2 separate regions of the Anas platyrhynchos genome follow, and region 1 is linked to region 2. A link is a contact called in public Hi-C data. All regions are on one chromosome and are shown on one strand. Each heading gives the region's core, a stretch centred on a gene start, on an enhancer-like site or on the middle of the called end of the contact. The rest is flanking DNA. Distances are from core to core; before and after follow the strand shown. Region 1 overlaps LOC119715829 (a long non-coding RNA gene). Region 2 holds the start of TBC1D7 (TBC1 domain family member 7).

Region 1 (3,769 bases), core at 1,164-3,663, 100 kb after region 2:
CTTGGTAGCGTTCTAGGCCACAGCCCTCCTGCATGTTATAACTCTTAAGCTGGTGACATTACATCAACTGAACAGTGTAAGTTAAAATCTGTGGGCAGTCTATAATACAGTGATCTTTTAAGCATCACAGACCAATCAGTAAGGAAGAATGGGAAAGGTGCAAACATTTCAGTAGTTTAGGAAGATGGAAGTGTACTGATTCACTTCAGCAACTATAACAAAGTCAGACTGGTTCCAAAACTTAAAAAAAAAAAAAATGGTAAAGAAATTCTTGGCAAGCAAAACAAAGCAAACAAACAAAAGATCACCATGTAGAGGGAAACACAGATCAAGACCTTAGTGTCTTGTTATGTTCAAAAAAAGCTGCAGACTTCAAAGAACAAGAAAAGTAGGGATGTAAAAGTAGGACCAGGGATGGCTGTACAGATTTTTAAATCCATGAAGTTTTAACTTATAGAGAAAGTTAAAGTATTTTGCCCAAAGTGATGTACTTCAGAAATCTTTAATTTCCCCCACTACTAAGCTGATAGCTCTTTATCTGGTTCTAGCATCAAATCAATGATGATAGATTAACTGCTCTTTAGTACCATGTATTATCTACATGCAAAGCTCATCTAATACTGTAAAACAATAATTTTATGCCTTTAATAATAGAAAACATTTATTCTAACAATTATATTCTGAGCCATTTTATGCAGTTTCTGGACTAAACAGTTATGTGGGTCTTTTCTGCACTTACTTAAATATCCAGACTTCAATTCCCGCATTTGGAATTTGGATTCCAACACTGCTTTGACTTCTCCATTACTGCCACATCAAAAGCTTATTTGTAAGGCCTACCACAATTTCATGTAATTATTCCTCTAAATTACTGTGCCAGTTGTTCTACACAGGAATAAATAGCCAGTGAACTGTAACTTCATCAGTACTGCTGAACCTGTGTTAAGACTTCTGCTATTCAATTTATTAATAATACAGCAAAGTGACAAAACTCACAGTTTTTGTTATGTAGATAAAGTTAGTTCCAGTTAGTTTGCACATAAATGTAGGTTGGAGATATGTTAGTTCCATGGTTGTTAAAACTGAAGTAGATGACAACCATCTAATGGAACTAAGTGACTTGGTGGTAAAATGGCAAGAAGTGCTGTGCCTACCAATTGCAAAGTAAAGCACTTTGTAGAAACATACACAATCAAGTGTTCTAAATTAGCTATTACCACTCAGTAAAGACCTCTATTTTTTTTTGTGGATTATATCCTACTAGTATCAGTTCAGAGCCATCAGCACTTTCAGCCCCAAAGCACTTTTCCAGAAAAAGATGTCAAAGTGGCTGTGTGCTAGTTTTTCTGGGAGAAGTGGACTCATGTACATAATCATCACAAAATTTTAAATACTTACAGTTTTGGGTTTCAATATAGCAACTTAGCTTGGAGACAAATTCAGTAGAAAGCATATGCTGACTGTAAGTATGAGAAGGTACTAGAATGTAATGAAAGTAAAACACATCTTTTGAATAAAACTATGAAACATTTAAATGAGTCTCACACTCTATCAAGCAAGAATTCTTAATGGTAAAAAGCTGTCCTGTTAATGTTGATGGTTGTGAGAGGCAATTAATTTATTTTTTTACCAAAGAAAAGAGTGGAAAAGTAGTAACAACATCTTTTCCCCCTTACATTAATGACAGAATTACAGTTTTCATCATTTTTCTCAAAATAAAAGCAGATTTCTGTATGAGGTGCCAGCTTGGTCATAACACTTACTTTTACGGACAGAAAAATGTTGGACTGGTTGAGGAAAGATACTCAGAGCTGGGAGAGACAGCAAGGCAGTCTGGGCAGTGACTGTATAGTCGTAGTCTTAAACAGAAGTAAACAAAAAACAAACAAACAAAAAAGTTGCCCATTAATATCTTTACGTTTTATGTAGTTATTTTATACAAGAAGGATAATTTCACTAAGTGCCATCAATGTGAAAACATTCAAGTCTTCTATAGACTGTTCTTTCCTAATTCTGGACCAGTTGTGAAGATGTTTAATTTTGCCAACCATTCAGCAGACCCATTTTTAATGAAAGACGAAGTAAAAAAAGTATTGAACAGGGGCTGGGTTTCCTTCTACCACTAGCAGACCGTTGTCTTGTTACTGCTTATGCAGTGTCGCATTTTGCACACTAGCCATATTAAAACCTGGTTCTAAACAGAGATTGGTAGGCAACATGTGTGACTTTCTAAAAAATCATTCATTAAACAGAATGACAGAATTTCAGAACGTTTGGGATTGGAATGGATCTTGAAAGCTCATTTAGTCCAATCGACCTGCTGGAACAGGAGCACCTAGATAACGCCACACAGCAACCCAGGCAGCGCCAGCCACGGCGTGCGCATGCGCCACTGGCCCCACCCTCCCGGAGGCGGTTCCTAGGCAGAGGGCGGGGGCGCGGCCGCCGTCGCCCTGGCAACGCCCCCTCCCCTCAGCCCCTCTCGCGAGAGCCGGCGGGGCCGCCCCTGGGGAGGCGAGGTCCCGGGGTAACGTGGGGCTGGGTGCCTGAGTCGCGCTGGGTGCAGGTTGTGGCGGTGGTGTGTGTTCACAGTCCCGCGTTGCTTGCACTTCTAAAGTGATACTTTAAATAGAATCCTTACCAACGTTAGTCTCCATTTTCTTCACCCTTTCTCCATAGTCTTGTTAATTTTCACTGATGAAGTTGAAACGCATACAAAGGCACTCCCAGTGTGTCACTGCTGATACCACGGGCAACGTACCCACTCCTGTTAGTTTTCACTGATAACACTGAAACGCTTACAGAGGCACTCCCGGTGTGTCACTGCTGATACCATCGCTACACACCTTGGCAGCTCAGATGTAACTATTACAGTACCATCTACCCTACCATCTACCCGTGTCAGCACTGAAATGAAATGCTTTTCTGGGAATCCACACTTCCTAAGATTTTTTGATCACTGTCCGAGGCAATTGGTGGGGGGCAGGAGGGGCTCGTAACAGGAATGTCACCAAAAGACTGCCCAGCCTTGTGCAGCATAAGGACTATTATCCACTGCTGCTGTTCCACATGGACACCACTGAGGCAGCCTACAGCAGTCTGAGGAGCATCAGGAGGGATTACAGGGCCATGGGAGCACCAGTAAAGGGCTCAGGAGCATAGGTAGTCCTTTGATCCATGCTCCTAATCAAAGGGAAGGGGATTGAAAGGGCCAGCTGAATCTGGCAAATCAACAGATTGTTACAAGACTGGTGCCACAGGCAGGGCTTTGGTTAGTTAAACCATGGGAACCATGAAACAAGAGGAGTGAGAGATGTCTGCATGCCTGCAGGGCATGCATTGATGTGCCTCATTGGCATTACAGAGATGGTAGGATGGCTCCCATGAAAGGAGTGTTGCAATGGAAGGATACAGGCTCTTCAGGAAGGACAGGCAGGGGTGACAAGGAGGGGAGATCTTCCTCTATGTCAGTGAGCAGCTAGAGTGTATGGAGTTCTGCCTGGGGATGGATGAGGAGCTGACAGAGAGCTTGTGGGGCAGGGACAGGGGACATGACAATGGGAGTCTGCTCCAGGCGACCTGATCAGGAGGACCAAACAGATGAGGCCCTCTATAGACAGATGGAAGCAGGCTAATGTTCACAAGCCCTGGTCCTCATGGAGGACTTCAACTACCCTGGTATCTGCTGGACTCATAGCACAGCATGGCGCAGGCAGTCCAGGAGGTTCCTGGAATGCGTTGATGGTAACTTCCTTCTCCATGTGATAAA
Region 2 (3,366 bases), core at 120-2,619:
AATTACATTACAGTTTCGAAACACGCTGGAGAGTCTCTTCTTAGGTGATTTCATATATTTCAAAACTAATATAAAACTACATTTAAGAGCCTGACATAATGTTGGCTACAGAAATTCTAACCGCATGCAACCGTTATACAAATAAGTAAAATTCATCAGGTTTCATACTCACCAGACAAGGTAACCAGAGGCAAGAGCAATCCAACGTTGGCTTCAGTAACACAGAAGTGATAGGAAAGGATAAGGCTAGATCTGTAGTTTTGTTCTTAAGTTGCAGATTTGAATTAAATGTTCATGTTGTTATCAGGCACCGTAACACCCCCACTCTTGAGCTCGTCATTCTGGTACTAAACGGACATAACTGTCTCATCCTTGCACTGGAAACAATGGTAAATTATTGTAGCGAGAACTATGTGTTTCATAACAAACATTTATACTTCAATGCAGCTCAAACCTTTACATATCAATTCTCTCCTCTCCTTTGCAGGCTTACAAATACGATAAAACTACGCTTTGTAACTCAAAAGAGTTACAAACAACCTCAACTTTTAAGCCCAGTGACAACAGCAAAATTTGGAGAAAAATTATTTGTTTTGAGGGACAGTAACAGGTGAATTATATATCAAAAACGTTTCCTAGTTAAATTATTCTTTTCCTTGCTAAACTGAAGCACACACAATAGGAGCACAGCATTTGCAGATATAAGGTCACATTTTTTCAAGCAGCAAACTCATATATGCACTAGACCTATTTGTTTTTCAAACTAAGTCCATTCTGAGTGCTTTGTAGGATCATAGTCAAGACCAACCGGAAAAATATAAAGCAGCAAAGGCCTGAATTAATACTGAGATCAGACAAATACCATCTCCAAGCCAGAGGAAAAAATATTTATATTACTTGCAGGATATTCCAGTTACACGCTGTCCCCATGAAAATGACTGTGATATTCACGCATTGTGCATTTAAGGGCTCAGCAGCCCTTACAAGCTGAGTTCAGGCGGTACAGACGCTCAATTACCCTTAAAATATTTGTTTGACTTTAATACGCGCTACTTAGAAAACGTTCAGCCTCTACCATTCGCGGCGAGCTGACAGTACAGCCATAGAACAGGAACAACACACCGACTATGAGCACCACCTATAAGAAAGAACCGATGCGATCCTAATTACGGTAATTAATAACACACAGACACACACCCCCTTCTCTCCCCTCACCAAACCCCGGGGCCGGGCCCCCATCTCCAGGAGCCGGACGCGGCCCCACACAGCGGCTGGGTAGCGCGCGGCGCATGCGCGGGCACCGCCCACACGGTGGCGGTTGAGCCGCGCCCCGCGTGACCAGCGGTTGCGCTGCGCCCTGTAGCGGGGCGCGGGGGGACGGGACAAAGAAGGGTTAAAAACTCCAAACCCAAAAAAAAACAACAACAAAAAAAAAAAAAAAAAGAAAAGCAAACCGTCATCCCTCATACAAGTTCTACCCACTCTGTGTTATTTACTATTTTATGCTTAGCAATGTGGGCTATCCACTGTGACGGGGAGGGATGGTTTAGTCACAGTAACCTGTGGAAAGCTGTTGGGCTTTGCAATGAGATTTCCTCTGTGGCCGGCGCTAAAACTTCCACCTCTCACATCAGATGAAGGCCCTCACGGGGGGAAGGCCAGCACCCAAAAATCACCCTGTGCTGCCAAAATTACGGGACACCGTGTTTTAATTTCTTCATGTTTTCGTTGTTCAGAGTTTTGAGATCTGGCCAGTATTATGCTGCCCGACTGCAAGAGACAGGCAGATTCTTTTACCAGAAGCTGAGTTTTCAGCTCACGGTCCCTTTCTGGAAGCAGGAACATTAACCATCAAATACCTCAGCCAGCAACGCTGAGACTTCAGAATGCTAGATCCCCTCCAGACAGCTTTTTAGGTTCCTATAAGTGGCCTGTTTTCAAGCAGACAGAACTTCCCTTTCTATCATCCTGAGCAACGCTTTTTGGATGCCTAGAGGAAAGCACGCTGCTGCACAATGGGCACGCTTTTGTTGGAGCCAGCTCGTCGAGGAATGATGGTGTGGCCTCACAAATGTGTTTGTTGAAGTAATTCTGCACAGCAGCAGGTGGCAGCCTGGTGCCATTTTTTGCAGTTTTCAAACATTGGCATTGTACGCATCTTTTGTCGATAGGTGGCAGTTGCCTCTGTGCGAGACCCCTTTGGTGCTGCTGGCAGCTAACAAGTATCACAAGATTCAGGAAAATGCTACAGAAGTTCAATCACATCTCTGTCATTTAAAAGTACTTATTCTTGACCTCGTCAATATGTGTCACATAGCTTTAGTGGTGCTCTAAAAAGGGCTAAAGCTAGCACAATTCGTTTTAACACTGTTCATTGTACAGCAGATTCAAAAATATTTTAAGCAGCTGAGCTACCAGGTGCTGTACTGTGGATTTGTATCAGGTTAATACAGTAATGATGGCTTTGATTAATCAAATGAATAGTAAAAATAAGTCCGAAAAGTTTAGCTGCATGAAAATATAGCATAAAATCAATACCACCACCCAAAAAAAAATAATAATATGCTCCCCCTAGAAAAGTTTCTAAACTACATATTACAGGTTTCTCAGTCACATTTCTGAAACACACCATTTTTCTTAATGGTGTCTGTAAACAGTTTCTAACATTTATTTAATAGTTTATAGTGGAATCCCAGCCAAAGCCAACTGTAAATCTGACTACCAGTCACTATATTTAGATCACTAGGAAATTAATTAAAGAAATTAATTAGAGACTTTTCAAAACATAATCAAAATTAAAAGCATAGGCTTAGCATGAACTGCTAATGATGACAAAGACCATTGTTTGGTGACAGATATAAAGCGAAAAAAAAGCCTACAAACCTATTTTTTTTAAGGAAAAAAAAAAAAAAAAAAAAAAAAAAAAAAGCCCTATCAACATTTGGACATACTTACCGTTTTCTTTATTTTATTTATGTTTACTATATTTTATTTATATTTATCCATCTTTATTTAACAGCCCTACTTCCTCACAACTACCCTTGTACATCCACCTGCACTGAAAATGGCTAAATGACTGTATGTGCTGTAAATCAGTGTTGCAAAGCACACAGGTGATTGCATTACTTAAATCAACATATTAAACTGTCTACATGTTCATAAACCGAATAATGATCTGATGATCTGATTGTCCTTTGTCTAGGGAAATGAATTATTTTCATTCTTACCAATGGAATCTATTTGTTGCCATTGTAAATGAAAGCAGAATTTCATCATGAATAGCTGCAGGAGTCAACCAGCTGAGTGAAAGACTGTTTATAATAACATTGATTGGTTAAATTATCTTTAATCAATAATACCTTCCAA

The links. A called contact is a pair of places that touch in the nucleus more often than the background predicts.
Region 1: a contact with region 2 is called in a Hi-C map of subcutaneous adipose tissue, with 3 times the contacts expected there. The contact joins the enhancer-like site here to the promoter of TBC1D7 in region 2. A contact is called at or near these places in 5 of 8 Hi-C or Micro-C datasets (F1 follicle, liver, skeletal muscle and 1 more).

Annotation. Positions count from the first base shown.
Region 1 is chr2:95,455,173-95,458,941 of IASCAAS_PekinDuck_T2T, forward strand. It overlaps LOC119715829 (a long non-coding RNA gene), which reads right to left. Exons shown (of 3, transcript XR_005263260.2): 2 at 1-3,769. Among named protein-coding and RNA genes, the nearest start is that of GFOD1, 27 kb to the left of the region's middle. Within about 2 kb of position 2,414, at least 5 of the 8 cell types and tissues checked have an H3K27ac peak or open chromatin away from gene starts, as enhancers often do. A contact at or near this core is called in subcutaneous adipose tissue, where this site is marked.
Region 2 is chr2:95,352,044-95,355,409 of IASCAAS_PekinDuck_T2T, forward strand. TBC1D7 (TBC1 domain family member 7) reads right to left here and starts at 1,370. Exons shown (of 10, transcript XM_013103895.5): 1 at 1,216-1,370; 2 at 173-377. LOC119716084 (a long non-coding RNA gene) reads right to left here. Exons shown (of 3, transcript XR_005263767.2): 3 at 1,903-3,366.